Linked DNA regions of Mus musculus: regions 2 and 3 are each linked to region 1. The links are chromatin contacts, called in public Hi-C maps. All regions are on one chromosome and are shown on one strand. The core of a region is the stretch at or near the end of the contact, and the rest is flanking DNA. Distances in the headings are between cores, read along the strand shown. Region 1 overlaps Dnm3 (dynamin 3). Region 2 overlaps Dnm3 (dynamin 3). Region 3 holds the start of 2810442N19Rik (RIKEN cDNA 2810442N19 gene).

Region 1 (4,066 bases), core at 566-3,065:
CTGCAAGGGAGGTCTGCTGGTTAGTAGCTGGTTAGTAGTTGGTTAGTAGCATGGGCATGGCCATCAGGAAGGAACCAGAACTCTGTCTCTTCCTCTGCCGCATAAGGAGCATATTACCTTTCTTCTAAGATCATTGTGTGGAATAAAGGAAGTATCAGAGTATGTGTGGATTTGTTAGCTCAGTTCCTGGCACGAAGTAAATGCTGGCTGTTGTCACTGTCCTTGGGTTCCTAGAAATGGGGTCAGAGTTATATTCTGACTTCCTAGAAAGTTAAAGCCACGAAGGGACACCCAAACACACAAGTGTTGCGTAGCCAAGTCCTTCAGAGTGGTGACAGATGTTCCAGTCTTGAACTAAAGGACATTTCCTTAAATATTTCATGTTGCATCTTAATTGGGCTATTAAGCATTTTTATGTATGCTTTGCCTCAATTGTGAGGTTAGTCCATCAGACATTAAAACCTCTCTCCTTTTTGTTTTTCATAGTAAGTCAGTCACTGTTAAGACTTTCCTAGGTCTGAACTTGGCTTCAAGGCACCCTGTACAGTGCCTGGTCCTTCTATAGGTGTCCAGAAACCTCTGCTCAGCTGACATTTAAATGAGATATATCTTTGAACACTTTACTCTATTGAACTTGTCTCTCATGATGGTATTTTCTACAGAAAACAGGGGCAAAGGAAAGGAAAAGAAAGGTGTGGACAATACTTCCCTGTGCCTCTTTCTGGGTGTGCCAGTGTGAATAGTCACTTTTTTCTTACTGGAAGAGCAAGTCAGGAAATAGTTCTTCTACCTCTTAACCCTCCCTCTTTCTCCTCACACTGCTCCTGTCTTCCGTTTCATTGACTTTAACCATCGAGCTGGAGAGTTACCAGTGGCTTGGATCTTCCTTGAAGGAAGAGACCAGCATTTTACTAGTCTTGAAAACCACTCCTCCAAAGCTAGTGTGACTTCCATGGGCATTGGCTTAAGATGACCAGAGCACAAAAGACTCTGCAGTCATTCAAACAGCGCACTGGTCAAAATTCACTCTGAGGCTGCCTTTGCTCAATGTTGGATGTTTATTTATTGACGTAGGTTCCTAGTCTATGTTTTCTTTCAAATTACATCCCACCAGTTTCTTTTCATGACCTGTCAGAGATTCTGCAATAGTTATATGACATCATAGATGTGTTAGAAGAAGTTGCACATCAGTAATAAAACAACGAATAGTCATGTCCTGGATGTAATTATAAACTTCTTACTTCAAAGATCTCCTTACTTAAAGCCAAAAGATTATATTCCAAAAGGCGTTTACAAAGCCCAGGTATTTGTAGAACAACGAATTAATGACGTCTGTCAATACGTATTCATCAGGCAGCCACAGGGGCTCTCTCATCCAGGTAACTTCTCTTCGGCAGCCATACACTGAATGGAACTCCACAGCAAACTTGTTTTTCTTTGGCATTTGACATTGAAATATCCCCCTGCTTCTCATTATGTTACTCAACTTCCCACTGCTATAACAAAATGCTCAAAGCGGTAAATTATCACAAGAAAAAGGTTACTTGGCTCATGATTCTGTTAGTTCTGCTCCAAGACTAAGTAGAGTTGGGCTTCTGGTGATGTCATCGTATCATAGTGGAATGAATTACTATTAAGAATGCTGATCTAATCCCTCCTACCTAAGTCAAACCTTAATAGGGCTCGACCCTAACGAGTATTCTGTGCACCCATGACTCTCAGATATCTATCATTCAGTATAATTGTGGTGGATCCACTTTCACATCTTGCATCCAGATGCCTGTACATTGGAAAAACACTTTTCCCTTATCAGACCTTGGGCACATCTGCTGGAAGCATCTCTGCCAGGCAGATTCTGAGCAAGCTGTCTGTTCTGAGGATGCCTGTCCTTGCAACAGAAGCTTCTCCCAAACCGTCAGGGTGACTGGCTTGACCCACAGCTTGGCTGGATGCTGTAAGCTCCCAGCGTCTGGCCAGGTAGGCCCTTCAGAATGTGAGCTGTCCTTATGATGAGGTAGTCATCTGTGGAGAAAGGCTCTTTGGGAGCTTTAATAATCCACAGAGGCCAAACTATCAAATAGCCAGTGTTCTGTTCTGCAACCACTTTCCAAAAGCTGCAGCAGTAAAAGACAGCTGCATAGCTGGAAAGAGAAAAAGAAAAGGCTTGTGTTGGTCTTCCATAAGCAAGGCCAAGGTCAAAATTTTATTTGTTCACAAATAAAATTTAAGGCCTCGACCACACTGGAACTTTTCCTCATGTGCTTTTTTTTCCTCCCCCAAATTTAATTCCTTTTATCATCTAGTGTGCTGACCAGATGTTGAGCTCTGAACGTAGGCCTTTAACATGCAGGGTTTGCCAACCCTGGCAATGCCTGCTTCTTACTACATGCAAGAATCCCAGTAGTACTCTTTTAGGGTAGGCTTCCATGAGGGGCAAGGGTAAAGCTGGTCCAGTCTCCTGACTGGTGATCCTGTGGGTGCTTTCAAACGTTCTGCATTTGCCAAAATTAGCTTGAGTGATACTTGTAGTAGTAAATTTAACAAGAAGAAGAAGGAGGAGGAGGAGGAGGAGGAGGAAAAGAAGAAGGAGGAGGAGGAGGAGGAAAAGAAGAAGAAGAAGGAGGAGGAGGAGGAGGAGGAGGAGGAGGAGGAGGAGGAGGAGGAGGAGGAGGAGGAGGGGAAGAAGGAGCAGGAGAAAAGGAGAAGGAGGAGAAGGAGGAGGAGGAGAAGAAGGAGATGAAGAAGAAGAAGGAGACGACGAAGACGAAGACGTCTCTAGCTAAACAAATGAAACATGCCCTCTCCACTCCCAAGGTCTCTGTAGTCCCGAAAGGGCTGCTTGCTCTTGTTCACTTGGTTACTCCTGGCAGGATTTGATGCTCAAACACTAAGTGGTTATTGTGCTGACTGCTTCTTTTCTCTTGCAGTCTCAAATGTGAATACAAAGGATGCTGTAGCGCTTCCTATTTCCTTTGCCTTCGACTCAAATTCTGTTTATGTTTTCTTCCTTTCTCCCTCAGTGCCTGTTGGTTTCTTTCTTATGAATTCCCCTTTGCATGCACACCCCCTGTGCTCTGACCTCTTCTTGGCTTGTTTTATTGCCTGAAGCAGGAGCGCCTTCACCCCTGGCCCAGGCTGACTTCGAACTTGTGGCTGTCTTCTGCCTCTGGAGTGCTGGGATGATGGCTAAATCACCATGCTTGGTTGATCTGCCCATTTCAATAGGATCTTTCCCTGTGTCAGCCTATCTTACCTTGATTCCTGACTTTTCCCTCGGTTTCTCAGTGAAAAGCAATGTAAGAAAGAATTATTTTTCCAAATTTCCACATTAAACCGATTGTCATCTGTTTGTGGACAATGTGTCTCCACCTCTCTGTAAAGGACAAACCTCGTGAGCCTCTGTGAAGTGCTGTCAGGGTTCGGTGCTGAGGACAGGGCCGTGAATTCCCCAAGCAGTGACAAGGGGTGTGTGCAACCAAAGCTGCTACACTCCTCATGTGCGGCTCTCTAAATTGGAAAACCTATTGGGATGTAAATGGCTGTAGTTTTATAGTAGGATGATAGTTAAGGCATCTTATTTACCTTTGTTCCATGCCTTCGTAGTATGTGTGTCTCTGTGTGTGTGTATGAATGCATGTGTGAGTGTGTGTATATGTGTGCATGTGTGTGTGTGTATGAATGCATGTGTGAGTGTGTGTATATGTGTGCATGTGTGTGTGTGTATGAGTGCATGTGTGAGTGTGTGTGTGTGTGAGAGAGAGAGAGAGAGAGTGTGTCTATGTGTGCCTGTGTGTGAGTATGTGTGTGTGAGAGAGAGTGTCTGTGTGTGAGTATGTGTTTGTGTTAGTGTGTGTATGTGAGTGTGTGTGAGAGACTATGTCTATGTGCGTGCGTGTGTGTGTGTGTGTGTCTATGAGTATATGTGTGAGTGTGTGTGAGAGAGAGTGTCTTGTTTGTGAGTGTGTATCTGTGTATGAAACTCTGTGTATGAAAGTCTGTGTGTGAGAGTGTCTGTGTGTAAGTATGTATGTGTGTGAGAGAGAGTGTGACAGTATCTCTTTGTGTG
Region 2 (3,751 bases), core at 372-2,871, 200 kb after region 1:
CAAACTAAAGGCAGTGACTCGAGACTCACTTCTCCCAGTAACCATCCATAGCCAATAATTTCCCATGACTTCACCATGAGCACTCTCCCAATCCATGGCTGACTACCGAATAGCCCTGTCATGTCTAGGTCCAGTACAAGCCACTAACTGTAGCTGCTGTGGGTTCATGATTGCACTGGCTGTGTGAGGCACAGAAGATGGACTCTCATAGCCCTTCTCCCTATCACTGGATTCTTTAATTCCTTCCACCCCCTCCTTCCTTGATTTTCCCTGAGCCTCAGAAGATGGTGAAGTTCATTTCTTGTTTTGTTTTTCTGTTTGAACATCTGGGTCTTGCTGTGTCGACCAAACTGGCACTCTGGTGGCAATCATCCTCCCTCTACCTCCTGGTTGCTTAGAGTACAGATGTTTGCCACCATACCCAGATTGGGACTGAAGTTTATGGTTGTAGAAATGTTTAGCTAAAAACACTGAAAGTTCAGGATCCTGAATCCTCCCTGGGCCTATTCTACTATCTTTCTGTTTTCTACTGGGAGGACTATGTACTCCCTGTGACTCACAGGAAAAGATAAGATTATTTTATCTTAGTCTCCAATAAAAGAAACCAGCAGTCCTTGGAGACATTCCAGGAGTGGAACTGAGGAGTCCAAGACGGGCCTGGACTATCTCATAGTACTTGAAAACAAGGAAATGCTCAAATGTTTATAGGAGAACACATGAAAAGGATACCAGAGGCAAACTTAAAGGAGGTTCCTAGATCTGGGGTGACTTTACTAGCAAGGTCAGCATCACTGTGGATTATGACCCAGCAGCTGTAAGTATAAGTAGCCACATAAATTAACCAGCTGACAATGAAATAGTAGAAGGGAAAGTTCCTAGTCACCAAAGATAATCCGCTTCATAAACTTAGAGAAGAAGTTTGAGAATTGTCATGTAGAACGTATCGAAGTTATTAACAGTGGATATTAAAATGAGGAAGTGAAAGTCGAATAAGAAATGGGATATTCACACTCTCAAAATATGACCCATAAGGTAAGTTTCAAAGAGAGACAAAATAGAAACTTGATAGGGGATAAACCTTGAAGGACGCCATCTTAACCAAATCACCAAAGTCCCTGGTAGTGGTAGGACAGAACACCACACATCTCCTGACACAACCCTGAGAAGGACATATCAAAAATGCAATCATATAACTTGAAATTAGTACTAACTAAATTCCAGCCAAGGCATACTGTACAAAACAGACGATTAGTCCTCTTCCCAAGTGTGAGTGTGGTGAATAGACACCGAGGAATAGCCACAAATTAAACAGGTATAGTATGGGCACTCATACAGGCTCCTGAGTGAAGGCCAGTCAGGACATCAGTTTCCTGAGCATGACCCGGGTGGAGGAGTTCTGCAAGGTGCTTACATTTGAAAAGATGCACAGAAACTCTGTGTTGAGTTTGGAGACCATCAATGGGGCTGAAGTACTCCAAAACGTATGTTTGCTCGCTTGATTGCTTGTTTACAAATCAAGGTTACCACAATTTCCCACAGCCTCTCCATCATCCCTGTCAGGAAGGCCAGTTGTTGACTCACTGCCTCTCCAGATCTGTCCAGAGACCTCAGCACATGGCTTCGGTACATAGCCAAGTCAAGGCTTCAGAGGAAGGAAACCGTTGAGTTTCAATCTGAAACACAAGGTTCCTACTGTGTTGAACGAGTGGGGCAGAGGCTATTAAAAGGCCATCGTTCCCCCGCTCCCACTCCTCCCTCAGTGCTCTGCCCACATCCCAGACTGCTTTTAATCTTACTGGGAGGGTACCTAGGGAGAAAGAAAGAAAAAAAAATAATAATGAATTGCTGTGTTCCTTGGCACATGAATAACAGTTCCTTTCCAGGGATCCAGGAATACAAATGAGGGGTTTTAAATCTTGCTAACTTGTGTGTGTGTGTGTGCATGTGTGTGTGCGTGTGTGTGTGTGTGTGTGTGTGTGTGTGTGTGTGTGTGTGTGTGTGTGGTGTCTCCTCAGGAAAAAGTCTCTTACGAAAACCAGGATAACTAAAGTTATTTTGACATGTGACATAGTATTCTTCCCACAGATCATTCTGCCAGACCAGAGATTCCCCTGCCTAGGCCTCGTGAGTGCTGAGAGTAAAGGCGATTCCACTTTTTATCTGTTGCCTTTTCCCACCCCCTTACCCACCATCCATCCTGCTAAGGGGAGGATGTAGATAGGGTACCACTTGAATCAGGAGGCTACACTAAGTACCACATTCAGAGAGTCCTAGCAGAGGTGATTCATTTCTTCATTGGCACCAATCACAGAGAGAGAAGGGGACCCTCAGAAGTGAAAGTGGGACATTTCCTTGAGCCAGACCCGTGTCAGCCAGTGGCTCATATGAACAGCTCTGCCAGTTGTAAATTCTTGAACTCCAACGTTTGCATGAGTAGTTATTCGCTGCTCAGAGTCCCAGAGAGCCACACCCTGGGGCTGGCGCCTAACCACCATCCTAACTCTCTGCCGAGCCACTTTAAAAAGCATGTGAATACTACCCTGTTGGAGCTAGTGTTTCTGTCTCAGGACCGAGTTCCATGTACAATGTATTTCATTGAGCTCCCGTGCCACACTGCAGCATGTACCATGTTAAGGGGATAAATGTATGGATTGCAGAGTAAAAGGGCTAGTAAAGCAGGAAGCGGTCAAACTGTCAACTGCCACTTTAGAAGGAAGATACCAACTTTTAAAAATCTATTAACACAAAAGAAATGATTATTCCTGAATGAAATGTTTTAGGGGCCAGTGAGAAGGGGGGGAGGGGGAAAGAGCCAAGATGATTGTTTTGTTTTGTTTCATTTTGTTTCATTTGGTTTTGTTTGTTCACAGCTGGGGGAATGAGGAAATGCTTTTTGTAGTAAACTCTGGAAAAAGGAGCTTGACTGGCAAGACGCATTCAGCACGGTCCAAGCTATCTCACAGGATGTGACTGGGTTTAGCGTTGTAAGACAGCTCTGTAGTTTTATTCTGGCCAAATGTCTGTATGATTCTCAGGCAGTTCCCTCCCCTGTCACCTTCCAGCCTTGCTTCTAACAGGGAGTCTCTCTCACTTTGATTCACGGTTTCTCACAAGCAGCTCCAGACTGCCTTTATAAGATAACACAAGTCTTGGGAGTGAGAACGGAGTTGAACCATCTGCAGTTCTTTCTTTGCTATAAAAATAAATAAATAAATAAATAAATAAATAAATAAATAAATAAGAATTTCCACACTCATATCCTTGTTGGGTCCCTCATCCCAACCCAACCCCAACACATACTGCGGAAATGGTGAAAGAGACCCCAGACAGAGCAGTGGGGGTCGAACTCAGGGCGCATGATTCACTGCCTACTGCTTTCATCCACAGTCAATTTTCTAGACAAGCCTGGCCTCCTGTCACTCCCATTAATCACGGGGCCCAAGCAGAGTCCAGCAGGGTGCCCCTTGTACGGCTCAGACAGGGTCTGGGGCATCACAAGATTCCCATTAAAAGCGAGATAGGGGTCTTGACTTCTCATTCATTCCCACAATGCACTTCATCAGCATCCCGCTACACACTCCTCCTGTGAGCAACTGGCGCTGCTGGGTGTTGATGTTGGTTTTGGCTTGCTTCCTCCTAGAGCAGCCAGCCGTTGTGTAAGCAAGTCTGTCTGAATCGCTCTGGGGCTAACTGCCTTCTTAGAAGTCCTCCTGCTGCTCATTATTTAGCCAGCAAGCCATTACTATTATTA
Region 3 (4,164 bases), core at 771-3,270, 230 kb after region 1:
CCAAGCCTGGTTCACTCCATTTGGCTTTTGCTTTAGCTCAACCCATCTGACCGAAATCAAAAACTGATCCTTTAAGTGATGTTCTTGTGAGCCTTGCAAGGAAGACAAAGCCCCCATGGTGTGTACATAGGCCCAGGGCAGCACTAAGACTTCACCCAGAGCTCCTCCATGGTGTCTTCCATGGTTTCTTTGACTTACCAGAGCACACTGCTTGCAGAAAGATGTACATGGCCCCTTTCCAAAACAATTGATGCCCTATATTACAAAAGTTAAGGCCCATTGGTTTTCATCATAATTTCGTTTTAAATGTTTGGTCTCTGATTCTGATGGCCTTGCATTGCCTAACCGTAACTCCCAACTCTTTCACACATTTTATTTGTTGTAAGTTACAGTTAGCACAGCATCCTTTCTTTCTATTTGGTGTATAAAGTCTCCTTGTTTTATTTGAGGTTTCTATTCATCTTTGTAAGCAAGTTCCCTAGATTTCAAGCCAGGACAAACCCCAACCCATCATTCTTCTATCTTTGCGTTCCTCACATCAAGGTTTGGTGCCGTGAAGGAGGAAGCTGTCGAGCCTTGAAGTCGAGGGGCTCAGAGTACATGGAAATTAAGCAACCCGTGTGACTAGCCTGGGAGTCATTCCCCTGCGGTCACACACGGAAACATCCTGACTTACCCTCTCCTCTCCTCGACAGCTCTCTAAAACTGTGGTGTTTTTAGCAGCCAAGTGTCATTTGGACAAGTGGTGAAATCACCTTGCGATTTGTGACATCAGCTGTGAGGCAAGCTCTCTGTTCTCCTAACTAGCCAGCCTTCCTTACAGAAAAAAATAAAAATCATACCCAGACAGTCTGGATTGTCAGGGAACTGTTTTTGTTTTTTGTTTTGTTTTTTTTTTCAACAACTAGATTTAAAAGTAAAAAAGAAAAACAAGCTATATTATAGCTCAAAAATATAATTGCTAAAGACAGAACAACTTTAAGCTGTTCTTACAATTCTTACAATCAAGGTATCTCATGAGGCAACCCTTGATATTAGAAATAAATTGGTGCTGAGACCTCCAAATGTAATTAATAATCTGCTGCAGGTTCAACATTAGTTGTCATAAAACTAAAATTTCAAACCACTGTTCTCTAAAGAAAAGTGTCCACTTTAATTAAATATACCTCCAAAGGTGCAATCTATTTACATGACGGTTCTTATTCCAGTATCCTGCTTCAATTCTTATGACAATGTACTAGTCCACTGAAAGGAAGCAATGGCGAATGTCAAAGGTTTTCTTTCACTCTTCAGGTCCTGTTTCCAATATGGTTTAAGTGAAAGTCAAATTATTTTGGGGATTTCCTCCTTGGGCCTAACTAAGGAAGTAGAGTCGACTTTACACAGGCATTTCCACTCGGCCACAGTTCAGATGCCTGGCGGTCTGTTTAGGCAAGGCCCACATACATTACCGGTGTCTCCTCGGGTCAGAACCTGTGAACTCTTTGGTGGTGTGTAGGCAGACTCACGTTTGCCTTTCTCTTTTCATTGGGTCTGAATCTTTCCCACATATCCTATGTGGCAGGAAAGTAAAAGCAAAAAGGGAAATTAGGAAAGATTCCCGTCATGCAAAACGCAAATAACACGAACGCAGACAGGAGACAGCTCCTCCTACCGTACACTGCAGTTAGCCAAGCAGCGGGTGACAGGCCTCCAGTTAAGCAAACACAACTGCTTCCTCCGTGTCTTGTGTCAAGAACAAGTAGCTCTGACATTGTTCCCTTTGGAGATCTTTAGTCGCTAAGCTCCGTCACTGCAGGACAAGCGCTTTTGCATCTCAGGGTGCCCAGTTCTGCCCTGGGGTTCACCTGATTGATAGAGGACAACAGCCAAGACAGAGGCCCTGGCCAGGGACAATGCGTAATTGATTCCGATTATTTTTCCTGTGGCCAGTCAGCAGTAAACTGTCACCAGCTGTAATCCACCGAGTGTCCCTATATACAAGCTGGTGTCAGCTCGGAGAAAAGCGGGGAAATGCTCTACCATGTGTAAATAGACATCCAGACTTGCAGACACACATAGGCTAGCTAGGGCTCAAGTTTCTTTCATTGCCCTTGCTGGGAGGAAAAAGCGATTTTCAAGAAGGCTTCATGCTCAGGCATTCCTGGTCAGAGGGGATATTTTTCCAAGGCCTCGGAGACTCACGGTGTATGAATTGCACCTCTTTCACAGCTAACTTTTATCTCAGCAGTAAACTCTTAAGAAGAGGCTGCTGGAGGCTTCTTTATTTCCCTCTTTTCCTTTCCCCCAACTCACCGGCTACTATGAGAGATTAAAAAGTGAGACTTAGAAAAAAACCTTACACGGCAGACAGGAAGTTTAAACTAAAACTTGTCAGTGGAGCGTCTTGCTCTGTGAATGTGCCTGGGACGCCTAACTGCAGCAGCGGAAGAAAGGAGGGAAGGAGTCAGCTGAGCGCGTGTTGGCTCTGCTGGCTCCTCATGCATTTATCGATGCTTAAACATAGAATTGTTAAGTGCCCGGCGCTGACATTCCTTAGCCTACCCATGCCAAACATACTGGATGCATTGTCTGGGGAAACCTCTGGATCTAAACACGTATTTACACCCTTTAGTTGCCAAATGGTTTCCATCTGGCTCACCAATGCTGTTGCCAGAAGGATATTCCACTTCTGGTCAGGCTAGAGTTGTCAGGGCCAGAGTGGGGGTTTCTGGGAAGGCTCTGAGCCTGAGAGACACTACATGTTTAATGACGCCACATTACTTGAGCATTTACATGTTTAGATCACATGGCAGCACTAGCCCAAAATAGAACTCCAACGCAGGGCAATGTCGAAAGCCATGAGGTATTCAGGGACTCTCTCCACACCACAGCTCCCTCATTCCTTGCATCTGGCTGCTCCTCAGGCTTCAGAGCCACATGATAGGCAAAACCACAAATACCAAATGCTCTAATTTATTTTTAAGCATTCCCACCAAGCACTGAGAAATATCCACTCTTTGTTTTTCAGTCAGAATAATCGGTTCCCATGAATCACATGAACCCATTCCATTCACAGGCCCTGGGGGCGGGGAGCAGGGGTCGGAGCATAATCAAAAGGGAAATTAGCCAACTTCTCCACGTCTCAGCATCAGGGGTAGCGTTGAGCCTCTTGATCCAATTGCCCACACAGGGAGTGATCTAAGCACCAGAAAATGAAACAAGGTATAATGGCTCTCCTCCCTGCTCTTACGGAAACCCCACGAATGCACAGGTCAACATGAGAGTCGCCAATAAGCAGCATCCTTTCTTTGGTGGAAAGGATGACATAGAAGCTGAGAGAGAAGAAAATGAAGACTGAACCAACCTAGATACTCTACCACAAACATATCCAAAGCTTCAAGGAAAGGTCTGGAAACGGAGACAAGCTAAAATAAAGGTGGACATGATCTCTTATAGCCCCCCATAAGCCTGCAAGGCTGAGGCTGAGGCTGAGGCAGGAGGATCATGAATTTAAGGCCAGCCTTGGCTACAAAGCCAGTTCAGGCCATCATGAGGCACACAGTAAGATCCTGATCCATCTCCCACTTCAAAAAAGGCACACAGCGTGAGAAGGGCCTTAGTTGGCTTTCAGTATAATCAGGAAAATGGCCTTAGTCTACAACCGAATATCCCTTTTGCCTCCACCATATAAACATTCGAATTTGGCTTTAGATATTCTGAAGCAGCAGTATCTAGATGTCCCCTTCATCTGCACACTTCAGTATGACATTGATTTACAGGCACTTAGCCTGATTATCTGGCTATTTTGTTTTGTTCTTACTTTTTGAGTCAAAGTCTCACATAGTCTACTGTGTCCCTGAATTTACTTTATTGCCACCTCCAGCCTTGAATGTCTAATCTTCCTGCCCCTACTTCTCAAGTGTTCAGATTATAGGTGTATGCTATATTGTCCAGTGGGGAAAAATATATAAGGCATTTTATAATCCTTGAGGTAGCTTGCTTGACAATGAATACTAACGTAAGACGAATTCTGGACCGTGTGTATGCTTTTAAGTTCATAGTGTGATCTCAAAGATAATTTTAGGACTGAATGAAATTTTCCTTCAGGTAAACCTTTAAGTATCATGCCCCAGGTCTAACATAAGACCTGCCTACTCCCTGCCACTATGGTTGCAGTCACAA

The links. Hi-C and Micro-C count contacts between places; a contact is called where the count stands out from the background.
Region 2: a contact with region 1 is called in a Hi-C map of uterus, with 3 times the contacts expected there. The contact joins two enhancer-like sites. A contact is called at or near these places in 8 of 39 promoter capture datasets (the HPC-7 cell line, the SN4741 cell line, cranial neural crest and 4 more), 1 of 15 datasets of contacts at CTCF or cohesin (the NIH/3T3 cell line), 4 of 484 Hi-C or Micro-C datasets (liver, nephron progenitors and uterus) and 7 of 115 datasets of contacts at active chromatin or transcription factors (craniofacial prominence, embryonic fibroblasts, embryonic hindbrain and 4 more).
Region 3: a contact with region 1 is called in a Hi-C map of uterus, with 2.9 times the contacts expected there. The contact joins the promoter of 2810442N19Rik here to the enhancer-like site in region 1. A contact is called at or near these places in 12 of 39 promoter capture datasets (the 3T3-L1 cell line, 3T3-L1-derived adipocytes, the C10 cell line and 8 more), 3 of 15 datasets of contacts at CTCF or cohesin (the NIH/3T3 cell line, large pre-B cells and pro-B cells), 35 of 484 Hi-C or Micro-C datasets (the 3T3-L1 cell line, 3T3-L1-derived adipocytes, the C2C12 cell line and 19 more), 12 of 115 datasets of contacts at active chromatin or transcription factors (bone marrow-derived macrophages, craniofacial prominence, differentiating embryonic stem cells and 9 more) and 2 of 9 other capture datasets (adipose tissue and pancreatic islet).

The regions. Positions count from the first base shown.
Region 1 is chr1:162,237,135-162,241,200 of GRCm38.p6, reverse strand. The region is part of intron 13 of Dnm3 (dynamin 3); the gene reads left to right. Among named protein-coding and RNA genes, the nearest start is that of Mir214, 16 kb to the right of the region's middle. Within about 2 kb of position 1,815, at least 12 of the 459 cell types and tissues checked have an H3K27ac peak or open chromatin away from gene starts, as enhancers often do. A contact at or near this core is called in uterus, where this site is marked.
Region 2 is chr1:162,037,926-162,041,676 of GRCm38.p6, reverse strand. The region is part of intron 17 of Dnm3 (dynamin 3); the gene reads left to right. Among named protein-coding and RNA genes, the nearest start is that of 2810442N19Rik, 35 kb to the right of the region's middle. Within about 2 kb of position 1,621, at least 102 of the 459 cell types and tissues checked have an H3K27ac peak or open chromatin away from gene starts, as enhancers often do. A contact at or near this core is called in uterus, where this site is marked.
Region 3 is chr1:162,002,825-162,006,988 of GRCm38.p6, reverse strand. 2810442N19Rik (RIKEN cDNA 2810442N19 gene) reads right to left here and starts at 2,020. Exons shown (of 3, transcript NR_040562.1): 1 at 1,655-2,020; 2 at 1,167-1,553. The region is part of intron 20 of Dnm3 (dynamin 3); the gene reads left to right.